Regions from separate parts of the Rattus norvegicus genome. Here region 2 is linked to region 1. A link is a contact called in public Hi-C data. All regions are on one chromosome and are shown on one strand. Each heading gives the region's core, a stretch centred on a gene start, on an enhancer-like site or on the middle of the called end of the contact. The rest is flanking DNA. Distances are from core to core; before and after follow the strand shown. Region 1 holds the start of C19h16orf87 (similar to human chromosome 16 open reading frame 87). Region 2 holds the start of Orc6 (origin recognition complex, subunit 6).

Region 1 (5,727 bases), core at 1,179-3,678:
AATATATGCTATAATTAACACATAAATGATGTATAATATAATTGATGTATAATATAATTAACATAATATATATCATATCAACAAGGGGCTCAAGGCCTTGGTTTTAAACACCACCATTGGGAAATCAAAAATTCATTTGTCATCTGGCATATTCTCTTCAGTATTAAGAATAAAAGACAGGGGTTGGGGATTTAGCTCAGTGGTAGAGTGCTTGCCTAGCAAGCACAAGGCCCTGGTTTTGGTCCCCAGCTCCGCAAAAAAACAAACAAACAAAAAAAAACAAAAAACAAAAAACAAAAAAAAAACAAAGAATAAAAGACAAATACAAAAACAAAAACAAAAAAAGAATAAAAGACAAAACTAACCTAAACCAATTTACTCGTTCCTGAAAGATTAAATGTTCACTGTCCAAAATTTACATAATGAATCCCTAGACCCCGCTGTGATGGTATTTCCAAGTGAGGCTTTTCCAAAGATAATTGAGTTTAAGTGAGGGTGGGATGCTCCTAATGGGATTAGTGACCTTAAGGGGCCTAGAGCAGACACTCTTTGCCACAGGAGAACTCCAAAAAGGCAGAAGAATTCTCACTAGAACACAACCTGGCCTTGAACTTCCATCAGAACTGTGACAAACACAGCCTGCGGTATTTTATTACTGCATCTGAAACAAGCCAAGCCAGAGCTGATTTTATAGGAAGGAAAGCGTGTGGAGCCGACAAGTCTCAATTCCAGCCCTGCGAACCTCGCTGGAGGAAGCAGAGAGCAGACTGCCCCGGGCTGTCCACCGACTCCCAGGGACAACACAAATACTTAACAAAAAGAAAATGGAAAAGAAATATGCGTATATTGTACACCAAGGTGAATGTCGTCTTCCAAATAAAACCCCGATCTGTTGAACAGTCTCAAGGACTCCTACAAGCTAAGGTTTTCTGCTCTTCCTTTACTCAGGGTTTTTTCAGTCATTAGTGTGTTTATGAGTGTGTAGGTGTTGAGCAGCACAGATGTGGAGGTCAGAGGTTAACTTTGTGCAGCCAGTTCCCTCCTTCCACCTTCACACCGGCTCTGGACTCAGGCCTGAGCACCTTTACCAGCTAAAGCCTTCTCACTGGCCAAAAACCAGGATATTAAAAACAGATTATTTTCCCCAAAGGGTTATTTTATGCCAAGTAATACAAGGGGCTTGTGCTCTACAGAAACAGAATGCATAATTCATACTGTATAAGCCTTAACTGAAAATTATTTAAACATTGAAGTAATCTGCCAATAGACAGATCACAAAGTCCAAGTTTGCTAAAATTTAGTTTGGTTTCGGAAAGAATGAATGTAAGTCTACTTTGGGAAACACGACTGTTTTTATATTGCAGGCTGGTACGCTCTATCGACTAAACTTGCCCAACTTTCCAAGATCAGCATTTTTTAACACTGCCTATTAATCATACTGAATAAAATATGTAATTTTGTTAAGATTTTAGTAAACCTACAAGAACACGCCCTAAATAGTATATTTAAATCGGATTACTTTAAGTCTCCACCCATTTCAAATTACTCCAGAGAGAAGGAAGGGGGAGGGGAAGAGAGAGAGGTAGTCATTTTGGGAAGATTCGGGAAAAAGCAGTATAAACCCAGTTCTGCATGCCGGCATAAAGGGCCTAAGGATGGTTTTAATTGAGCGAGTTTTTGTTTATCACGCTGTTATTAGGCGTACTTAAATGTAGGAAAGAAAAATGATTTTTTAAAAACTACGACTATTACTCCATGAACTCAATCTAAATATGATTTCAAATTCACGTACCCGCATATTAAAAGAAAATCTTGAAGCAGACACGTCAAATTTACAACAGTTAATAGTACGAGTGGGACGGGGCACACGCAGAGAGGAAGAGCCTTAACGCTGACTTTATTCAAACCGTGTTCCGTTAACAACGCAAAGGAAGGACTAGAAATCACACATCAAAACTGGTTGGTTTTTTACAGCGTTCCGGAAGTCCACAAATTTGCAAAAAAAAGTTAGCACCATTACTGTCCTTTTGTCTGCTTTATGCTGCCACCCAGGTGGCGGGGAGCGACAGCTGAGAGGCAGCACCGCACTCTACCCGACCGCGAACAAAGCCATCAGGGACCGCAGGGGTCCGCGGGCGAGCCCGGGACTACAAGGGGCAGCACCGGGTCCCCGCTCCCAGGCCCCCCGCTGTCCGCGGGCCGCCACGCACCGCCAACCGCCGCCGAGCAACGGCCACCCGCCCTGCCTGCCCCGCCCGCTCGCGCCGGCCCAGCCCACCTGTTGGTCGCACTCCGGGCACGATTTGGTGGCCATCTTCACTTTCTTGGCTCGAGTTGCAGACATGCTCCCCTCCTGAGCAGCTGTGGAAGCAGCGCCTTGGCTCCGCTGCTCCACACAGCGCGTCCTCACTCCAGCCGCGACCCGGCCGTGGAGGCGCGCGTGCGCGTGCGCGGGGCTGCGTGCGGGTTGGAGGAGGAGGCGGCGGCCCTTCCAGGGAAGTCCCATCGCCACGCCCTCCAAGGCGGTGGACCGCTCGCTCGGGGGCGTGGCTCCAACGAGACTCCACCAACCAACGCACAGGTGGGCCGAGCCGTGGTGCTGGGCACGCCCCTTCATCGGCCCCAGAGCCACAGCCTGAAAATGGATACTGTCCACGGAATACCTCTGCAAATGTCAGCAATGCTAATGCGAGAAATTATAATAGACGTTCGATGAAACCCCTAGTCTTCCAGAGTCAGAGATTCAAACTTCATTATTCGATAAATAATTGCCTACGATCCACTATTAAGCACACCGAATTAGAAATATCTGCCTTCAAGGAACAGTCACAATGCTTTTGTTTTTTGAGGGGGTTGAGAGGTCGCCCTGGTTTGATCTCATGTATCACTCGTACTGAGTAGATTAAAATTAAAAGCCAATTATTTGAAAAAATGCAACAAAATGCTGCGCAGTCCTGCAGTCCCAGCTTTTACTGCTCTTGTTCAGATCTACAGTGAGAGAGCAGAAGATATTTTTAAAGTGTAGTTTGATGAAGAAAGGAGCGTGAGCTGGGTATAAAGTTGCAGAAAAGGGAGGGGTAGCTCAAAAAGCACCCGCGATTGTTAAAGAGAATCCTCATACTCTGTACTATAGGAAAGGTACCTTAGGAGGAAGACACTACCTGTCAAAAGAAATCTAAACTTGTGAAAATGTAAAGTCATTTAAAAGAAGTGTGTGTGTGAATATAATCCTTAACACAGAGGTTCCCGATCCAAAATGGCCCCCTAAGGAAGTCTCCAGGATCAGCCTTGAAGGGACACAAAACTACTGCTACTTTGGATCAAAGGGGGCAGATGACAACTGGAGCGGACATCATCATCTTGTGATACTGGCCTTGCAAGGAAGAGAGGTAAGTATGAAGGGCCACGGAGCCTTGTGCTACACGGCTTCAGAGACCAGGCAATGAGTGGTAGGATCAGATTTCCTTCAAGGAGGCAACAAAACACCATTTAAAAAGCTGGCAAGGCGAACCCTTAGTTTCTACAGAGACCCCAAGATATTAGAGATGCCACAACCATGATACATCCACGAAGAAAAGGTCTGGGCGGGCTGGAGAGATGGCTCAGTGGTTAAGAGCACTAACTGCTCTTCCAGAGGTCCTGAGTTCAATTCCCAGCAACCACATGGCTCACAAGCATCTGTAATAGGATCCGATGCCCTCTTCTGGTGTGTCAGAAGACAGCAACAATGTAGTCATATAAAAATAAATAAAAACTAAGGGGGAAAAAAAGCTCTGGGCATGGAAAAGCACTGGACCAGAAAAAGCATTTTATGTGCTGTAGTTGGGATAGCGGGAAGACTGGGTCTGTCCACGGATCTCAGGTGAGTCCATCACAAAATGGAGAGGCTGCTCAAAGAACTACAGAGCACGGTGTTTGATCTGAAGGTTTTAGTCTTGATTTCGTCAGATTTTTCTTTGCTGTGCGTCATTCTTCCTGAGAATATTTACTCTGTACCATTGTGTATTAGAACTCTGTAACTTATTTCGGTTACTTTTTATTTTACAGAGACGCACATTTAAGAGTGTGCCTTGAATGATTAGCAGGGATTTGGAGTCCCGGCAGGTTGTTGCTTGAGACACACGATCTTACATAGCCTGGGTGGGCGCCAAACTCACTGTGTAACTGAAGTAGGAGGCTCTGATCATCCTGCTTCTACCTCCCGAGTACGTGGCTTGTACTTTGGAGACTGTTAAGGTTCTGATGACTTTTAGAGAGAGCTTAAATATACTTTAAGTCATGAGATGAACACGAGATTTAATGAATGTGGGCTTTGGTCCCAGGTGGAACCACAGGGTCAATGAAATCAGAATCATAAAAAGAAGGAAATTACAACATAGGATACAATGCGTATGAATCTTAAAGACATTTTCCTAAGTGAATTATTTCATTTATAAAATGTACCAAATGTAACCAAATTAATGGAACCTGGGAGTGTATCCAGTGGCTTGTTGCTTGCTTAGCACATACAAGATGACTTCAGTCTGAGCTCTAAACACTTTTTTTTTCTTTCGATGGAAATAGAAAGCAGAGGCATGGTTAGCAGACCGTACGGCAATGCTTCTCAACCTTCCTCGTGCTGCAAACCTTTAACACAGTTCCTCAAGTGGTGGTTACCTCCAACCATAACATTATTTTATTGCTACTCCTAATTGTAATTTTTGCTACTGTTATGAGTCATAAGGTTAATATCTGATATAGAGGATGTCTGACATGAGACCCCCAAAGGGGTCTCTATCCACAGGTTGAGAAAGACTGACCTAGGGAAAGATAGGGAGCAGAGATATTTTTAATAAATATGGAGTTTCGATGACAAAGAAAGACAGCAGTAAAGACTATACAACATAATATAATTAAAGGACTAGGTCATATATTTAAAAATGAAATGGCTAAATGGAAGTTTTTATTTTCTACATATTTTTTTTTCTTTTCTTTTTTTCGGAGCTGGGGACCCAACCCAGGGCCTTGCGCTTCCTAGGCAAGCGCCCTACCACTGAGCTAAATCCCCAACCCCATTTTCTACATATTTTACAAGGTTAAAAAGGAGAACATAAACCAGGGATAGAACATTCTTCAGTGTGATAAAGACCATATATGAAAAACCCACAGAAAAAAATTAAAAATATTAAAAATTTAAAAAAAAATAAAAACCTCACAGATAATATCACATTCAATGCCATAAAAGTCATTTCCCTTAAGCTCAGGAACAAGACAATAATATCCAGCTTAATACTCTAAGTCCTAAGCAGAAAAATTAAGCAAGAAAAGGAAATGAGAGGCATTTAAGTTGTAGAGGGAGAAGTAAAATATTAAGATAACTGAAAATAAATAAGATAAGGGTAGGACTGGATGAGGGTAGTGTGCTCAAATGCGCAGGGATCAACAGAACTGAGAGGAAAATTCAGAAGCTTGGATTAAGACCATTGTTACCGGTGTAGGGCTCCCAAGGTTGCAGGGGAAGCACAAAATACAATGGAGAAGCACAAGTAGGAAGTAAGCCACACTTGACCCAGAGTAGGGTGACCAAAGCACATGGGAACCCACAAAACACATCCAAGATAGTGGAGGCAAGCAGGAGCACCCCCAGAGTAGGGAAGGAACCCAGGTCCACAGAGACCACAACACATAGAGGAGGTAGGACTAGCTCAGTTGGCCAAGGGTAGTGCTCCCAGGGACTCACAGCATACA
Region 2 (5,727 bases), core at 1,154-3,653, 140 kb before region 1:
GTGCAAATAACCTATAAAATGGGCAGTCACAAATTTTTGGTATAGACTAGAAAAATAAAATAGCACACAAAGTCCTGAATGTGCACAGCACTTAGTAATGAACACTCCATAAATGTTAGTTATTACCATATCCAGTTTGAGAGCATTTACCTCTACCAGTTGTAGGAACCTGCTTGTTGGTTAATTTTCCCACTTATAAGCTGCATATGTGATATGACAATATAACATAAATTGTAAAATAAAGTTACAGAATCATCATGTTGATGAATGTTATTTAAACCTGGAAGCACAAATTAATACTTCAAGGAGAGCTGAGGATAACAAAAGAACAGAAACTTTAAAATAATTTGGGTTGGGGAGCTTGTATCTAGGGGTTCAATCCCCAGGACTGCAAAAAGAAAAAGTAAACAAAGAACTCTATCTACAGTTTGGACCCCATGCACACACTAACTCAGCAATGCCCCAGAAATCCCATAATAGAGTATACCATGAACATTAAATGGCAAAATTCTTTCTTCTCTTTGTGGAGAATTTCTGCCCATTCTCCTGAGAATCTGTTTGCATTACCTCCAAAGTCTTTTCTAAGCTCCTAACACAACTCTTTCCCACCATGAACCCAAAGAACTGTATGTTTCAAAAGCACATCTCCGCCATTTATTTCTATCCAGTGTCTACCACATTCTATAAAATGTAAAGTACAGCAGATGTGTGGTTAGTTGAACTGGACTCTGGATTTTTAGGAGTACAGTACCAATGAGATCAACACTTGCTTCCAGATGTAAAAGTGAGACTTAAAGGCTGAATACCTACTCAAATCATAAAAACTGCCTATGACAGAACCGATACCTTAGGTTCCATATTGCAATAAAATTTACAGGGAAAACTGTGCTCCAATCTGGTTCACTCTGCACATAAATGGAGTTTATAGTGTAGCCTCAAATGCTTTGTATTATAAAACACTATGTCAACCAGTAAGTGTTGAAAAACAAGTTAAACTTCACACCAGTCATGTGCCAAATCTCGACTGTACAAAGTTCTGAGGGGGTAAAAACACCATCTTGCAAGGCAATAAATATATATTAAAGTTGTATACATCAGAGATTTATCAAATTATGGGAACAAAAGCTCAGAACTCAGAAAGCTGGAACCAAACCAAAGATGACCATAAATAACCAGCTGATCAGAGTCTAGCAAGAGCATCTCAAACCTCCACTCCAATAAAATCAGTAGCAAAAAGATTTAACGCTGGTTTTTCCTACTGACACACTTAAAGTGAAGTATGTACACAGCACGGAGAATTATGAATACAAAGAATGAATACTGAAATCATGAAAACGGACATAAGCATACCAACATCCAAAAGCACTACCTGTTCTATGCATATTACAGCAAATGCTACTATGATGCAAGTGACAACTTGCCCTGTGGAAAATAGACAGGATTCGAATTTTGAGGAAGTTCCGGTTTATAAGGCTAGTGCCACAAAGCGCCGCAACGTGCTATCATCGCAGAGAAACCTTTGAATGACTGCTTCCAGCAAGTGAGCTAAAATCCTCAGAGAACGAATGCCAAAGGAAGACCTGTCTCCTATCTGATGGTTGGCTTCCATGAAAGAAAGCATGAGTCCTTCGGGAAACTCACGTGAGCAGGTCCCTAGAATTCGCTGACAGACGCTGCAAGACCACAGAAGGCCGGGGAACCACTGCGGCCCCACTGAAAGATATTTCCAACCGAGAAAAGGCGTAGGACCCCCGAGTGCAGCCGAGCACAAAGGTGGAAATGCACCATCTGGGCGCAACCCAGCTACAGCGCCAGTCCTCACTCAGCTACAGCACGGGCACTCCTCACTGTCCCAACTCCTCACAGACCGGGGACTCTGACTCTCAAGAGGGAAGGAAGATGGCCTTTCCACACAAGAGGACGATGCAGGCCTCCACCAACACCCAGAACCTGCAGCCCCAGACACACCTAAGGGAGGCTGCTTAGGGTCGGGGCAACGACGGAATCCAGCGCCACCGCCCACCGCAACCCACCGCAGCCTAACGCGGCCTTCCTCAGCCCGTGCCCTATCCCGCAGGCCCAGCCCGGACAAGACGGGTCTCGATCGAAACCTAGGGTTCCTACTCTGCCCGCAAGGCTCCCGTCCGCTGGAGGAAAGCGTGGGCTGCGACCTGGGCAACCCAGGCCCACCGCTTCCCCTCACTCACCATGGCGACTCCGGGGACCCACAAGCAGCAGCGCCTACTCCGCCGGAGCCGCCCGCCGTCAGGTGACAGAGCCCTTCCGAGCCCCGCCCTCTCTAGCCCCGCCCCCGGCCGGTAGAGGCGTTTCGATTGGCCCACATAAAGTCTCGCGTGGTTTGGGGAGAAAGGGCAGACGGCGGTGTGTAGTGGACGGGGCGGGGCGAGGGTAGTACAGCGTAGCAGCGAGCTATGGACAGCCGGAAGGGAAGCCCTAGTTAAGGGGTTCCGCAGCAGAGGAAGAGCAGCGATAGAACCTTATGACCGTCCACTACGTCTGGGCCAGCGCATCATCGTGTGCACATGCGTAGAAGAAAGACCAGGATTGGTTTGTGGGACGGTCTCAACTTCTTGTCGCAACCAATCTGGACGCGCCGGGGGTGGGTCTTATCCCTCTGACAGTCTGCGCGCGCATTTCTTTCGGCGCGCATTTCGTCCATCAATGGAGTCGGATCTTGTAAGGCACCTCGCCCGGCGCCTCGGCCTCGGGGAGCCGAGTGTACTGAGGTGAGTGTGGCCGTGCATGTAGGGAAACGGCCCTGACTGTGGCCCTGAGTCCTCCAAAGGCACCGCCGGAGAGCACTGGCGATGAGGGAGGACCGCACACTGGTCTGGGTGGTTAGCTTGTAGAAGGTGATCGTCCTTGGAGCCCTCTAGCTCTGTGGAAATCACTATAAATGGCAAAAGCAAGATAGAGTATGGTACAGCGTGAAGAGCTGGAGTGATGAACCGGGCATAAGAATTCAAGAAAGGAACCATTGGCTTTGGAGCTGATTTATTAGATAGTGCCACGCACTAGAAAATATGGCAAGAGTGGCCCAAATAGCTTCAATTTTCCAAGGCCCTTAGATTGGGAAGATCGTTGTAGGATCTGTCTTAGGAAGTAAAGCTACAGCAGGCAAGTGTGTAAAAAGTTTATAGGCCTATTCCCAGGTCTACTGACCAGAAACGGGATGGGACCCAGAATTGTTTTCACAAGCCACCAAAACTGAGAGCCAACCAGTCATGAAGAAAGAGAAAGGGAATTTGATTTGCCTGCTCCAACTCTATACTTGTTGAAGTAATGTTAGAAGGAAAGGGGTTGTATGGGGAGACTTGAATGCATTTTTTTTTTAAGCACTTGGACACAGCTAATAACTTGGAGTCATTTTGGTTCTAGGTAAAGAACTTCCCCCTCTCCAAAGGATGTGCATTCTAGCCCCCAAATGAACTTGCACAGTAGTGAGGTGGAGTACAAGTCCACCATGCAGAATTCAGTTCTTTGCCTGAGTGCTGGCAAGGTTCTGGAACAGTTTTAGTGACCATGCTGCCTTTCTAACCAGGAAAGCAGAGGAGTACCTGCGGCTGTCTAAAGTGAAGTGTGTCAGTCTGTCTGCACACACCTCAGAAACCAGCAATGCTGTCATATGCCTGGACCTTGCAGCGTCCTGTAGGAAGTGCCCCTTGGATAGAGTAAGTTGGCTTCGTAGGACACTTGACTGATCTGATGTGACCCTGAAGCTTCTCTGTTTCGTTCTAATCTTTTTAGTGGTGGCTCTGTTTCTTTCATGGCGCTCAGATAAATTGCCCTGGTAAATACAGTTCACCAGAGATGCTTTTTAATCAAGTTCAATCTTATCCTGACACAGAGATCAAAGCAACTTGAAGAATCTACATGGCATCTACAGTCAGGAAGCAGAGATCGATGAGTCTTTGTACCCAATCCAGGTTCTCCTTTTTTGTGTGTGTATGCAGGATCCCACTGAAGGAGATTATGCCACCTTCAGAGGTCTTCCACCTCCCATTGGCATGCCCAGAGGCTCTCCTTCCAAGTAATTCTAAGTCTTATCAAGTTGACAGTTGAGATTAACTCTCACCATTGGACCAGGTTCTTGTCAAAATCCCTCTTGTTTTATAATTACAGAGTCAGGAAGAGTCACATGTTGAAACCAAATATCAGTATTATTTACAAGATCCATGAGCTGCCAGTTTCTTCATCCATCAAATAAGGATAAAGAATGTCTTTTATTGGATTATTATTCTGACTAAAGAAGATATCTATCTTCTTTATGTAATAGATACACACAGTACTTGTGTCATAATGGATGTATTTATTCATTAAAGTTCTGTTAACTTCTCCGTTGCTGTCTTTAGTCTCTTTTCCCCTGGCCTCAAGCTATGATACTCAGTGAGTTGTAGTTCTGTGCATGCAACACTTTTCCACCCTGGAATGGCCTGCTGCCAAGTTCATTTTTGTCCTAATGTGACTCTGCTTTGTTGTATATCTTTTATAAAGCTCTTCCAGATTTCCCCAGTTAAACTTGGTTCCCTACAATGGTGGGTTATCCTGCTCTTCTCCCCTTTCTTCCAGATATACATCTTCCTCACCCTACACACAATTTCTCTTAGTTTTCCCAGAAAATTTACTGTTTAATCATTTTTAAATTATTTGTAAGCATGCATGATTGTACCCTTTTATAATATGAATTCTTTGAAATGCCTACTTAAAGTGATTGATAAGTTTTGGATTGAATAAAACTAGCATGTAATTAATACCACAGACTGGAGAGGTGGCTCAGCCATTAAAGGCTAGGCTCAAAACCAAAAACATAATATACCACTTAATAAATATTTAAGAATAATAATATTGAAGTTAAAATGTGTGTGTTTTTCCTTTCAAAGGCGTATCTAATTAAGCTCTCTGGTTTGAACAAGAAGATGTATCAGAGCTGTCTTAAATCTTTTGAGTGTTTGCTGGGGTTAAACTCAAATATTGGATTAAGAGACCTGGCTGTGCAGTTCAGCTGTACAGAAGCCGTGAACTTGGCTGCGGGGATACTGCAAAGGTTTGTGTAATCCTATAACATTTACCTGTGTGTACAAGTGTCTGTCTGCATGTTTGTATGTGCACCCCATGCGTGCCTAGTGCTCTCAGGTCAGTAGAGGGCATCAGGTCCTGTGGACTGGAGCTGGGAACTGAGCCCATGTGCTCTGTAAGGGCAACAAGTGCTCTTAACCAGTAAACCATCTCTCCAGCTCCTAATAAAGACTAGAAAAAAGTCGGTAGCACAGCCAACAAACACTAACGACAGGTCAGGACAGCTCAAGTTGGAGGCCAAGTTTTGTTTCGTTTTCTCAGTTATTTTATTGCATTTTCAGGTCTCTTTAAAGTATTTTCCCGACAACTGATTTCACAAACATTGCTGTCTTCTAGCTATGAGTCTAGTCTTCCGGAAGCACAGCGAGCAGATCTTGACTTGTCCAGGCCACTTTTCACCACGGCGGCTCTACTCTCAGCATGCAAGTAAGAGTTCCTGGGTAGTGTTTTCTTGTGGGGTGTGTGTGTGTGTCTGAGAGAGTTTCCCTGTGTCATCCATGCTGGCCTGGAAGTCACTGTGTATCATAAGCAGCTTCAAGCTCGTGGTAATCCTCTGCTTCAGACTCCCAAATGCTGACATTTCAAATGCGTGTGACTCAACACCCAGTTAAGCTAACCGTTCTTTTACTA

The links. Hi-C and Micro-C count contacts between places; a contact is called where the count stands out from the background.
Region 2: a Hi-C map of Schwann cells shows a contact between it and region 1, with 3 times the contacts expected there. The contact joins the promoter of Orc6 here to the promoter of C19h16orf87 in region 1. A contact is called at or near these places in 6 of 12 Hi-C or Micro-C datasets (Schwann cells, frontal cortex, kidney and 3 more) and 1 of 1 datasets of contacts at active chromatin or transcription factors (oligodendrocytes).

The regions. Positions count from the first base shown.
Region 1 is chr19:37,796,888-37,802,614 of GRCr8, reverse strand. C19h16orf87 (similar to human chromosome 16 open reading frame 87) reads right to left here and starts at 2,428. Exons shown (of 4, transcript NM_001134421.1): 1 at 2,279-2,428. The coding sequence starts at 2,344.
Region 2 is chr19:37,935,532-37,941,258 of GRCr8, reverse strand. Orc6 (origin recognition complex, subunit 6) reads left to right here and starts at 2,403. Exons shown (of 7, transcript NM_001033690.1): 1 at 2,403-2,747; 2 at 3,563-3,692; 3 at 4,902-5,065; 4 at 5,434-5,523. The coding sequence starts at 2,683. It overlaps Vps35 (VPS35 retromer complex component), which reads right to left and starts at 2,270. Exons shown (of 17, transcript NM_001105718.2): 1 at 2,208-2,270. The coding sequence starts at 2,210.